Linked DNA regions of Drosophila melanogaster: region 2 is linked to region 1. The links are chromatin contacts, called in public Hi-C maps. All regions are on one chromosome and are shown on one strand. The core of a region is the stretch at or near the end of the contact, and the rest is flanking DNA. Distances in the headings are between cores, read along the strand shown. Region 1 holds the start of sif (still life). Region 2 holds the start of CG33523.

Region 1 (6,472 bases), core at 2,237-4,736:
CTCTTTCGAGAGTATAGCACTCTGGTGGAAAGATTTAGGCGAGTGGTAACCGTGGATCCACTCAACATGAAAGGTAAAGAGGCTAAGCAGAAGTATTGGGAGGAGCTGAATGGTTTTGACACTTTTCAGCAAGTAAGTACTACACATTAATATCAATGTATCTTATTAGCATTACTTTACCTCTTCTAGAAACTACTTGCCGACTTTCGGGACATAATATCTCCATATTCCTTTCTGTTCTTTGGCAAAAGATATGACTGCACTGTTGTTCAAAAACAAATCAAAGCCACCTATACTCGTGTTGACGATTTCTGTCTGCTTAATCAATGGGGTACCCACCAACGTGTTTTACTTTCCCAAGCGGCCTCGCATGCCAATCGACTGGAAATCGCAGATCTCAAACTCATCTGCTATGAGCTGTCGAGCAACGAAAATGAGATCCAGTCGGCATACGAATTGCTTAAGGGTTTGGCCAGCGACTGGGCGGAAGTGGAGGAGCGTCAGCCCCTGGCGAGCAGAAGATTTCCCATCATCCTGGTAGTCGATGAGGTAGTTCATCTGAATTTCTATACTATAATACATACTACTATATTATTTATGTAGCGTCTAGACCACCTCCATTGGGAACAACTAGTCACCGTGCAGGAATTCTCCCGCGTCAAATCACTGCATTGCCTATGGCGCTTGTTCCAGAATCACAAATCAAACATAAAGCATGGCTACTACACAACAAATATTAAACGTGGCATGTGTGTAATAAACCCAGATGCGGATTTGGTCAACTCCGGCCGCAGGCTGCGTAGCTTTTTTGAGTACTGGCTCTCCCAGTGGCAGCATCTTTTTGAAACCGTGCCCAATGAGGAGGTGATGGTGAAACAGGCGCTACAGGCGGATTGCTTTGTGTAAGATATGATTGCAAGCGAACAATGGCATTCTAATACTTTTGCCTTAAATTTTAGATACGCAGGTCACGGTTCTGGGCTGCAGTACGTCAATGGTCGCATAATTTGCCGGGCTCGGGTACGCAGCGTTGTTTTTCTATTCGGCTGCGATTCTACACGCATGTTGGGCACGGGCCTGTACAGCGCATTGTATGGAGCCCATGATTATTACCATGGAGCTCTGTGTCCTTCGATAGTTGGTACTCTCATGCCCGCCTTGGATGGTAATATGGATACTGTTTCGGTGACAATATTGAGTCGTTGGTTGGCCCCGGGGGATAACAAAGTGATTCCGTGGACACATATTGATCGGGTGCCTTGGCTCAAAAATGGCATTATAAAAGGTAATGTCTTATTTATATTATTAAGTTACATATTTAAGGAATTCTTTTAAATTTAGGAAAAGATGAAACCACGCCCACCATGAACGATCAACCCAACTACCATCTGGGCAGCCTGTGCTCTATCCTATCTCTCGTACAGCAAGGAAAAGTGGAGCCGAATATCTACAACTGCTGCATTTACGTGTGCCGCGGACTTCCCGCATGGAATTTGGCCGTGGAAAAGCTGCCTTTATAGCTCATTTCGTCGTGGAGTCGATCTCCCTAAGCAAAGTTTTGCGTATGGAACTGTGTACAATAATTTAATTTAATTGAACTACTTCATTCAAGTGGAAAGTGGTGCTCAAAGTTTGCATTAAACGCTAAATGTAACACTCAGAATAGTAAAAATAAACTAAACATTTATATATTAGGAAGAAATTCCAAGGCACTTACCTTTTCTTAGTTTATTTGGAAGATTGAGTGATGTTTCCTTATGGATTTAGCACTTTAACTGAAGTGTCCTTGATTTCGGTTAAGTTTTTAGTTTTAAGTAGAAGTTTTAAACATGTTTAGACTTTGTACATTGTGTTGTTGGAACTTTAAACCGTTTGAGAACTATTTAGATTAATTGATTTAGGTTAGAGTTTTCGTTTTCCTTAGTTGGAATCATGCCAGATACAGAGTACAGATTCATTCTTACATTTGCCTGTGCAAGAGTAGGGAGTGAAAAACATTAATTCGAGTACAAATCGCAATGTGGGTGAGGTAAAGTAAAAAAGTGAAAGTGTGGTGCAAACGACAGTCAGAGAGAAAGATATTGAGTGAAGGAAACATTGAGAATTTATAAAAATGCAATATAATTGAAATGCGAGTGGGGATTAGGCTAAACCCTCGTCCACGGGGCGAATGTGCAATAATGCCTGAATGCCCAGAAACGCCCATATATTTATTTACTCGCACTCGTACTCGGGCTTGTCGCCCAGTTTGCTCTCCAAAAACGCGACTCATCTCACCTCGTTCCCATCCTCGTCCTCGGGTTGCCCTTTTGGCCAGAGCTTTTCCCCCACCGAACCTGCGGCGACCTCCAATCGCCCAGCATCGCATCTACTTGACCTACTAACGCCTGTCGCATTATGACACACATTCGTTAATTAGGCCCAACCCAATAACTTCTTTTCTTCCCAGCCATCTAATCGCCGAGCGCGCGGCGTATGCGTAATATGCGTGTGTTTTTCTTTTTTTGTGTTACGGCCTCGATTTGCATGCCATAAAAAAAGGCAGACACACCTTGGCGCGTCCCTATTTTTATGATTTACCAATAGCTGGGATGGGCGGCCAGTGTCCTTCGTCCTTCGTCGTGGTGTCTCAATGCCGTGCCCATGCAGCGAGTTAAATCAAATTAGCACCCGTAGGGGCAGCAAATCCGAGGTGCATGCCATGCCACACCCCCAAAACACACACACACGCAAACAGACACACACTCACACGTACGCGAGAATCGCGAAATCGAGAAATGGGGACAGGGAACAAGGAACAAGGACTTGGAACATGACAGGAGACAGCGTCAGAAGGAGGATATTACATAACAGGCGCTCCCCATGTAAATCTGGTTGTAAATTCCCAGTGTGTGTGTGTGTGTGTGTTTGTGTGCCTCTGGGTGTGTTGGTGTTGTTGTGCTCTTGTGTGTGCTTGTGTGTGGGTACGAGTGGTTGTGGTTTGGCCCAAATGAATATGCGATGACGTTGACGTTGCTATTGTTATTGTTATTGTTTTCTATCAGTGGATGCTGATGCTTTATTATTGTTTGCCCAGTTAAAAAGGTAATTTTCTCATTTTCTTTTAACCTTGAACTCTTAGTTTTCGCCAGCATTTTTCCTTTCCATATTTGTATAACTTATGCGTTGAAAAACTGTTTTCATTTTATGCCAAAAAAAAAAAATTGTACAAACTTTTTCCGTTTACTTTGTGTAATTTTAATTTTTTTAATGGTTTTTTTTTTGGTTTTGGGGTTTGTGGGTTTTTGAAAATTTGTTGCTGAAACGCTTTGTTAACTTTGTTGAAATTCTTTTAGTTGTCTAAGTTATTGTTTTTGGTTAAGTTTGATAATTGGACTTGAGGGTCCTTTATTTTTGGGTCTTCATATTTTTCTGTGTTAATATGGTGTAAATGTAAATTCCGCCGCGTTGCACACAACAATTCTCTGGCAGAGATCAACTGAGACTGAGCTCGACGCTGGCCTTAGTTGCATCCTTTTGGGTATCCTGCTCCTGCTTCCTTGGCGAAGGACAAAAATCGCGAGAGAGCGAGCCCGAACAAAATGTTGCAAACTAAACCACAACAAAAACAGCCAAAAGGGCCAAGAGCCAAGAGGCAGAGAGGCAGCTGGAGAAAAAGAGAGAGAGAAAAAGAGAGCGACCAAAAAAAGGCAGGACTTTCCCTTTCCCTGCTCCTCCTGGCCATGTCCTCGCCCAATCCGTTTGTTGTTGCTGCTGCTCACTATGTTTCACTTTCAGGGGGTGGTGGGTGCTGACTTTAGCGCCGGGAGCGGCGGGTTTCAGGTTTCCAAGCTTACACAGTGATTCTGCGTTTTCATGGTGATTCCATTTGTAGCTGTTTGTTGTTGCCCCAAGGAAAGCTCCATTGTTGTCAGTGGCCACGTGACTCGCGACCAGGACTTTCTTATCAGCACAGAGCTTTTAGTTCGGCCCCAGGGTGCAAAAGCTCCGATTTCAAAAAACAGACCAAGGGATGCTCTCTAGCTTAATTCGTTTACTTGGGATCTAGTGAAAAACCTTAGCAACTATGGTTCCTAGAAAATAATGTTAAAATAGAAAATAAACTTAGGATAGGATGGTTTTCGGGGCGCGTCTCTTCCCGCTAATATCTAAGTGTAGTAGCTAGTTTTGTTGTACGTGGGTTTCTTTGATTTGATGCGTGTTTTTTCTTAGATTTCCATTTTGTACTTGTCAAGGAAGTTTCTAACTTCCAACTACCAGTCCAAGATCCAAGGACTTCCTAGGTGGCCTCCTCGCTCTTCTCTTGGGCTGCACTGCTGCTGCTATTGTTGCTTATGCTTTTGCTATTACTGTGGCTTTGGGTCTGCGAAACGATGTGGGCTTAGTCCTCGAAATGGGGCTGTGGAATCGTAGAGGAGCACTTACCACATTCTTGTGCGGGCAGTCGGCATGGAGATGGTCTTCTCCACGGCAGCGATGACAGCGCTTCGGCTGAGGACCCAAAGCGCATTCGGAGGCAATGTGATTGGCGAATTCGCCGCAGTTGTAGCAGCGCATGCGGCGAGTCCGGCGATTTCTGTTGGGTGGTTGGTGGGTAGGTGGTGAAAATGGGGAAAATTAGTTAAACGATTGGGTATGAGCTCACATTCGCGGCCTGTAGGTGCTGCCTTGGCAGCTACCGCCATGCCTGCTGGACACCCTGGTGGCCTCCAATCCGCGCGACGTGCGCTGGCACTCGAATTCCACCTCCTCCTGCTCGCCCAGTGATCGGAAACCTGACATCTGGATGACGCTCTATATGCATACGTTTATAATGAGAATTATATTGAATTAATGCATTAAATATTAAATTATTATACCGATTTTCCATATTCTATCGGATAGTACATAAGGCCTTGCATTAAGGAAAGACCTCAGTTTCATCCAAGAAAGAGAGTACCCACCTGATGGACGAACACCTCCTGGCCGCCGTCGTTGGGTGTAAGGAAGCCCCATCCCTTGGCCACGTTGAACCATTTGCATTTGCCCAGTCGCACACAACCGCATTCCTCGGTGGGACTCGCAAGATTTGCCGGATTCGCTGGAGGGAATAGAAAATGAAACTTGAGTTCGGTGCCCAATTCGATATCCTGTCTGGGAATCCCTCTGTTCAAGGTTTTGTTATTCAAATGACCAAGCGGCAAATAGGCAGCTGAACAACATTCATCGTGTCCTTGCCCCATTTGCCGCGAGGCAAGTTCAACTTGGGTTAGGTTCTTCTCTAGCCCTCCACGTCCCCATCCCAACTCAACGCCCATTGAGGGCAGAAAACAGGTTTCGTTGTTATTATAAGAAATATTCGGAAATAACTGAACGAGCGGCGCGGCGGAGTGGATTCATTCCATTATCTAAGCAGGGGCTCATCTCACTCACACACTCGCACCAGCCCATATCCATTTGGGCTGGCTCATTCATTCATTCATTCATTCATTCATAAATTGTTTTCACTTCGCTCGCTCCCATTTCGCTGCCAGCTTATCTATATATTTGTCGAAGTGGGCCCTAGTACTTGAGTGTACTCGTAGTATTGCCCAGATGCCCAGATACTCGGAATGCATTCTCATGCCTGTGCTCTGGCTTATCTGGAATTAAAATTTTCATTTTCGGGGGTTGCGCTGGCATTTCTAGGTCGTTGTGCTGCTCAAGCATTTTCTTACTCATTTCCAGCGAGAACGTGAATGGACTTTTAAGATCTTGGAAATTCTTTTGCGTCTGATAAGAAACCTAATTGAATGAAAATCTTTCATTCTTTACTCAAACCACCACCATTACATGATTATCCTTTTGGGATGGTTGGGTGTCCTTTTCCTTTTCTTATAGGTAAGCCGCAAACTGGTTTCCCCGTTCAATTAGGTTTGTAAGTCTGCGCAGATCTAATGCCTCAAATGCATTGAGGCGAGGATAATCCTCAACTGGACTGCCTGTGTCCTTGATCGAAGTGTGATGGTAAGTCGGTCAATGTTCGGGGGTTGATGACACCTCTGTATATAGAAACCCCCCAATTTACCAATAAAAAATCAAATCAGCGAATGGCAAAAACACAACAGAAACCAAGAAAAACATACGCCAGCAAAAAAAGAACTGCGCAGTATAAAAAAAAAAAAAACCAGACAAAAACAGAAACCAAATATTAGGGCGATCGCACAGCCAATCAGCAATCAGTTTGATAAGATTTCCTATTGAATTTGTTGTCGCTTTTTTTGGAACACAAAACACGTTTGTTGTGGGCAGCGGGGAATGTAGACGTTCGTTCGTGTGACGTTCATGCATTAGCTGGAAATTAGTTTCACTCTACTCCATATTCTAAACAAACCTGATGAAGTGGAACTCTGGCTGGTGGTCCTCCTTTCCAAGCCATTTTCCAGCTGTACGTTCTCCATGCTGACTTCTTGGGTTTTTAGTTTATTTTTCTTAGTTTAAAATCCACTTCAAT
Region 2 (6,630 bases), core at 2,621-5,120, 270 kb before region 1:
CCTGGCGTGGCTTTAGGGATTTTTTTAAACGCGTTAGTAAATTCGTATATATTCAAATGTTTTTTAACGCTGTTTTGAATCAGTATAGTTTAAAAAAAATATTTGAGATACTCGCAAAAACAATACTTAAATCGTATTAAAAGTAATTGACTCTACGGATAAAGTCCTCCTTTAACAGTATTCTAATTATATCTGTATAAATAAGCCTTACGAATTTTCAAATTTTAACTTGCCCTTTAAGCCGGTCTTTATGGGCGTAGCCATTTTACTAGTTCATTTCCACCAATTCGCTTTCCAGATACAAACTCCAACTGGTACCTAAAACCATTCATTCTCCTTAACTTAAACTGAACAAACAACAGTTCTCATTTTCAGCACCGAACAAAAGAAAGTATGCAGGGTGAAGTAATCGTCTTGAATGGCAAGTCAAATTCGATCCGACTCGGATTTGTTGTGCTTTTGCTTGACTTCCACGTAACGCACACATGATCATGGTGACGGACAGTGTCCATTATGCTTTGCCGGATAAACTTAAATACTGTGAGGTTTTCAATGGTTTATAGATGATTTATTGATTCTAATAAATGACACAGATTTCTTAAGCGAAATTCAATGAGCATGAAACACAAAAAACATTCTACACGAACACACTCACACACACATACCCTGGGCATTTTGTTGTTTTTGCTTAAACTTTGAGTAGTGAATATCAATTGGTACGATAACAATGCAGTTTCCACTTATGTTTGCTCCTTTGTTAATAACAATTACAGATTGCACATTTCCATGACGATTACGACAAGTTGAGGACAGAAACAAACGTAAAATGCGATTGCTTTGCAGGTTTTTGTGACTAGTTCGCGCAAAAGTGAAAATACTACTGAATTGAAAGCATACCCAAAAGCTCGCTCCGTGACTGCTGTCTCGCTCACACTCGATCAGCTTCTTCCAGCTGTTGTTGCTGCCGCTTCCGTCTGGCGTAAAATGAACTGCAACTGTAAATGAAATGAAAGTGCCGTTGAAATGAGAGAAAGAGAGAGTGAGAGAGAGTGCATTATAAACGATGACGTCGCGTGGGTGTGATAACAGCGTGTGGGTGTGTGTTGGCGTGGGTGTGAGAGAAATGCCTGATAATATCCGCTCTGGGAGTCATTTTTACAAATACAGTGCACGTACGACACAAATACGCACACATTGAACCGCCCATAATCCCTCTGACAATGTGTGTTCTGATTAGTGAGAGGTTTGGTTTTATCTTTTATATGTTAATTGCGCTGTTATGTTACTGTTATTGCATTGTATTGATTCATCGCTTCTAAAAAAAAAAAAAAAAAAAAAAAAAAAAAAAAAAAAAAAAATGTGTGTTCTACTTTTTTCGGGTCAACGCTTCGGGGCCTCGAGAACTGACCATTAGCCACTGAACCCAGCCAGAAACAGAAAGTTTAGCAATATGTCAAATAAAAGGCTATAAATAGCTACTACAATGTTCTGCCCACAAAAGCGCACGTGCACTGGGAAAAAAATTAGGGGGAAACATTTTATATTTTATGTTATCTATACATCTATATGATGCTTAAAAGTTTCGTAAAATGCATGAGCCATTGTAAATTTTAAATTGAAGATTTCGTGATTAAAACTATGATTTGAATATGCAGCTGCACCTAAAAGATTGTTATAGTTTTCGCAAGATGTCAGTTTGAACCTGAATATCACATATTAATCTAGCTTGTAAGCAAAGTGAAATGGCTAATTTGTACCAAACTATGAAGATAATCCCAAATATTTCCCCCAGTGTACGAGTTAAACCTTCGCTTGGATAAGGTTAGTGGTCAGTTGGGGACAGGCAACTCACGCAGGACACGCAAACAGCGCACCCTAAATCAATACGTCCCAAGAATGTGAATCAATTATGGCAGAGAGCGCTGTACGTCGGTTCGCGTGCGGTTTTGGAAAAAGCAATTAGGCGAACGAGGGACCGACTTCTTCCGGGTGCAGCCGTGTCACAAGGACACTCCCAACCGCCGACTCGCGCTCGAGATTTGGTCTCTTGTGGGTGGTGTAGTAGTAAAAGCTGTGTCTATATACCCCACTCAAACCACTAACTTACCTTTTTGTCCGCGAATTGGTCATCATCGCCAGCATTGGCAGCCACCGGTTTGGAAATGACCTTTTTAGCCTCCGGCACAAAGCTAAATTCGTAGTTATCCTCGCCACCCCAGATGGCCAGGCAGTTATCCTTGTTAATGTACTGGTTGATGTCCTTTTTCGATATCATTTTTAAAATCTCAACCGCTTTGGGTGGCAGCACCGCCTTGATGACCTTAAAAGCAGCTAGTAGAAAAACAACAAAAGGTCATGGTCATGGTTAATGTTCAAAGTGAAAAAATGACTCCCAAAGATGATAGTTACCATTTAGTACCCAGCCCAGTTCATATACCAAAATGTAGTTCAAGCTATTGGGATAGAACTGCTTAAATGTCTCCACAATGCGTTTCACAAACTCCAGATCCATGGAGGCCAAACTCGTGCCCGACATGTCGAAGAATATGGTCAACTGGGTCAGATGCTGCTCCCTCTGAGTCCTTTCCACCCAGTACACCACGATGCGTATCAGTTCGTCCAGGTTCTTGGACTTACTGTGCATCTTAACGCGGAATACCAACAACGGCTTGCCATCCACATCAGTGTTGTGCACAAACACGGATCCCTCCTTCAAATACTCCTGGTTCAACTCGCTCTCATCGATATCGTTTGCCCCAGTTGACTGACGCAAGATACAGGTTTCCCACAGCGAATTAAAGGAGGTCTCCATGTCGAGATCATACATTTCCAGAAACCTTTGAAGCCACAGATGATCGTTGCGAATACGATCAATATCGGTCGGATGGAAAGGTGCTACCAGCGCGAATCATGTAAAACAATAATAAAATTATTGGATTCTTATCTGTGTTTATATATAGTTATTGAAGATAATGTAGCTTATTGTGTATTGTTACAATATCATATCTCAGCTCTTCTGATGTTTAGCTCATGAAATTTTGATTTTAATCTCTGAACATATGTATAAGGGGTGAATTTAAATTTGGACAAGATAAGAAGAGGATCGATAGCATAAAGTTGAAGAACTAAGCAAATGAAACTCTAATCTATTAAAACATTCAGAAGTGCTTAATCTTTGACTGCTGATACTTAACCTTTCGTCCATAGGTAGTCCATACCCAATTCTATATTAAGTACTTTGAGAAGCTATAGCTCAGGTCTCAAGTTCAAAGCTTTCGTTTGAGTGCACTTGGAACAGCCAAGTCATTGGGAAAGGCGGGTCTGTTTGATTTATTCACCTACTAATTGGAGAATTTGCACTACAAATAAGACAGCTGGAATGAATCATATAAAAAATACTACTAACCGAACGCAGCTATATACATATCTGGTAATTACGGAATAAAACCTGCCAGCTATCATAAACCCAGTCGCACATAATTTATTAGAGCCGCTAGTTGCACCTTGTATCCGTCATTTGCTTGGGATTAGCTCACCTGCCGGAGGGGATGAGGCATATTTGCGATTGAACCTATCGCGCAGCTCCTCGATTTGCTGGGGTGTCGTTTCCTTGACCTTGACGCCCATGCTGCCAGTTAGTTTTCGCACTCGTTCGCTACCAAGCTTGTGGCAAGACTAAGCATTCAAGTTGAATTCCAATGGGTAAAGCGGTGCTCCTCCTATCGCTTGGCGCCCTATCAGAAATCGACTTTCAGTGTGATTAGATTGTGCTTAACGGGGAGCAGAGGTGAAGGTACAAAAGGTTGAGGTACTACAGCGAGAACTACGGAGCGCTATCCAAGTGCGTTCCACGAGCGTGTGCGGCAAACTGAACATCCGACTAACGGTGCTGCCAGCGGCTAGCCACGATCGTATATCGCGGCGATCGTTAGCAGTCGGCCGGCGTGCGGCTTGAATGTGGAGCACCTGGTTCTGCGCGGTACTATAATGGGCCTCCGAAAAGGGCAAGCCACCCAGCACCAAGCCAACCTCCCACCCGCGAGTTGCTGCAATGGATCGTGATCGTGTGGGTGGTATGCCACCTGCATTGCAATTAGCTCGAGTGGAAGCACTACGAAAAGCTTTCAAAGCTTTTCGCTGGAGTAATAAAAACAACTATGCGGTATGGTCAATAAATATCGTATTTTTATTTACACTATAATACAAAGTTGTTGGGCAAGTTGTTTAGGCGAATTTGTAAACGTAGTCATCATTACCGCCCCAGATTTTCAGGCAGTTATCCTTGTCCACATACTGATCGATGTCCTTTTTGGTGGTCACCTTAAGGATCTTCAGCGCTTCGGGGGGCAGGAAGGTCTTCACCAATTTAAAGGCAGCTAAACACAGAAAACCATCCTTTCAATATGCTGATCTTTACAGATACCACAATGTTTACATACCATCTAGCAGAAAAGGCAAATCATGTACCAGAATATAGTTAGGCACATACGGATACTTGGTCTCGAACACTCCGATGATGCTCTTGATGAAGCCCATGTCCAAGTTACTCAGACCGGCGCCAGTCATGTCCATGAAAATGGTAATCTTGTCCAGGTTACTATCCCGCTGCAAACGCTCAATCCAGAAGACAAGGATGCGCAGTAGATCCTCCTGATTGCGGCTCTTCGAGTGTTTCTTGATGGTGAGGATCAGCAGCGGTTTTCCGTCCCTATCCTTGTTGTGCACATAGATGGAGCCATCGTTTAGAAACTCCTGATTAAGGTTTGCCTCGGTGATGTCGTAAACTCCAAAGCTCTTCCGCCACGCGAGGTTATCCCACAACCTCGTGATGCACTTCTCCACATCGAAGTCATAGACCTGCAGTAGCTTGGTGATCCAAAGGTCACTGTCCGTAATTCGCTTTAGATCGTTGGGATGGAATGGTTCTATTTTTGGGATTGTATGTGTATGTATGTATATACCAGATTAGATGTGATTCTTTCGACTGCCCTAACTTACCTGCTGGCGGCTCTTTCTCCAATCTCTGCAGAATGCTAGTCTTGACTTGGCTTATCTGCTCTGGAGTCGGATCCTGATCGGAAGGCATGTTGCTGCTTGGCTTTGCGTGAACCAATTGAAATGTCTTCTGCAGTCAGCTTCAAATTTATGCCGATTTCTTATCTATTTGAAAACAATTTTCGTGGACGAGCTCGGGGGGGTAGTTTTCTTTATCTGGGAGCGGAATGTCTAACCTGCGAGCGGGCTAATCATCGACTGACAGCCAGCACTGCCCCAAACGCTCGTCGTTGCGCTCGTCGAGAGGCGTTTTCATTTGTTCTCCAATTGTGCTCTGCTTTCCCGACGATCATGTAAATGACTCAATGCAAGTGGTGGGGGCACTGGAAGGGGCAACCGCATGCCGCCCGTTCTTTAATCAATATTGAAGCCCGCAGAACAGCTCATGGAGGAGGGGAGGGGCAAAAAGTAGGGGATCCCGTCAATTGCGATAAGAGCAACAAACGGGGGAAACTGGCAATGTTTATGAGGTTTGTGCAGGCGACTCTTCGGGAACTTGGTTTTTATGATACTCGCTGTGGTTTTCTTTGCGATATATGACGTATCTCGTAGTATCCTAGTATCTCGCATTTAGCTGTGGAAATTCTTTGCGGCTTATCTCGTCTCGATGTGGGAAGCTAAGTCTACTGGGCTCGATTATTCCCAATCAATTGACAGTCGCTGATTGCGGTGGCTGTAATTGATATCAAAGAGCAACGGTTATTGCATAATAACAAACTTTTTTTTTTTGTTTTTAGATTGCATTCTAATTGCACATATATATTGCTAAGCAAAAATAGCCCACATTTTAATCTTATCAACCTTATGAGCTTTAATTTATTAGCCAGCCAGAGGGATTAAAGGTGTACTATTCTATAATTGCAAAAATTGTACTGAATATACAGTTTATTAAGGACCAGAGTTCAAAATATAAACATTTTGTAGACTAGTTAAAGTAAGCAAGTCTTAGCAAAAATGCGCATTTGTTACAAATGGTGTTATTTTTATTATATTTGACTAAGTGCACAACAGTTGCTTACTTACAGACTTTTTTTAATTGGCATTACCAATTATGAAGAAGTTGTTATATTTAAATATATAGTGTAATCAAAAAATCAATACATTCCGTTAAATAAATTGTTTCTTAATTTATGAATTGGCCATTTAATAAAATCAAATCATGTGCAATATGTGTTGCGCGTTTGTTGTTGTTTTATTGTTGACATTGAAAAGAGATGGGAGGCAACAGCTAACAATAACAAAACCGAAGAAATTTACATATCGAAAGCTCGATTCCTCGCAACCGAAACCCCCGCCATTTGGACCACCATCCCAAGCCAAATCGAAATCCAAGAACTTTCGCTGCCTGTTCTCTTCTGGCCCAGTTGTGATGTTTACGTGAAAACGTGCGTTTCTAGTGCGACCACGTCCTCGCCATTTATCCGGATGCGGATGCAGTGCAGCCAGTTGTGAGATCCCCCCAATTCCCGAGATGAAGTTCGCCGAGCACCTGACGGCCCACATAACGCCCGAGTGGCGAAAGCAGTACATTAACTATGAGGTGAGTGCCGAAAATCGCCGTTTGAAGGTGCAGAA

The links. Hi-C and Micro-C count contacts between places; a contact is called where the count stands out from the background.
Region 2: a contact with region 1 is called in a Hi-C map of the Kc167 cell line, with 1.7 times the contacts expected there. A contact is called at or near these places in 2 of 107 Hi-C or Micro-C datasets (the Kc167 cell line and brain).

Annotation. Positions count from the first base shown.
Region 1 is chr3L:5,654,927-5,661,398 of dm6, reverse strand. sif (still life) reads right to left here and starts at 3,486. Exons shown (of 35, transcript NM_001104049.4): 1 at 3,109-3,486; 2 at 1,718-1,970. lin-28 reads right to left here. Exons shown (of 5, transcript NM_139726.2): 1 at 6,353-6,472; 2 at 4,944-5,080; 3 at 4,646-4,794; 4 at 4,426-4,576; 5 at 4,015-4,363. The coding sequence starts at 6,419. The coding sequence ends at 4,280. Sse (Separase) reads left to right here. Exons shown (of 7, transcript NM_079211.3): 3 at 1-132; 4 at 190-549; 5 at 604-902; 6 at 960-1,285; 7 at 1,342-1,699. The coding sequence ends at 1,520.
Region 2 is chr3L:5,921,102-5,927,731 of dm6, reverse strand. It overlaps CG33523, which reads right to left and starts at 3,870. Exons shown (of 7, transcript NM_001274528.2): 1 at 3,537-3,870; 2 at 2,410-2,895; 3 at 2,108-2,331. The coding sequence starts at 3,627. CG32407 reads right to left here and starts at 5,677. Exons shown (of 3, transcript NM_168147.2): 1 at 4,999-5,677; 2 at 4,440-4,925; 3 at 4,165-4,376. The coding sequence starts at 5,086. The coding sequence ends at 4,225. It overlaps PXo (P[[i]]-sensitive XPR1 orthologue), which reads left to right and starts at 6,416. Exons shown (of 6, transcript NM_139743.4): 1 at 6,416-6,595. The coding sequence starts at 6,527.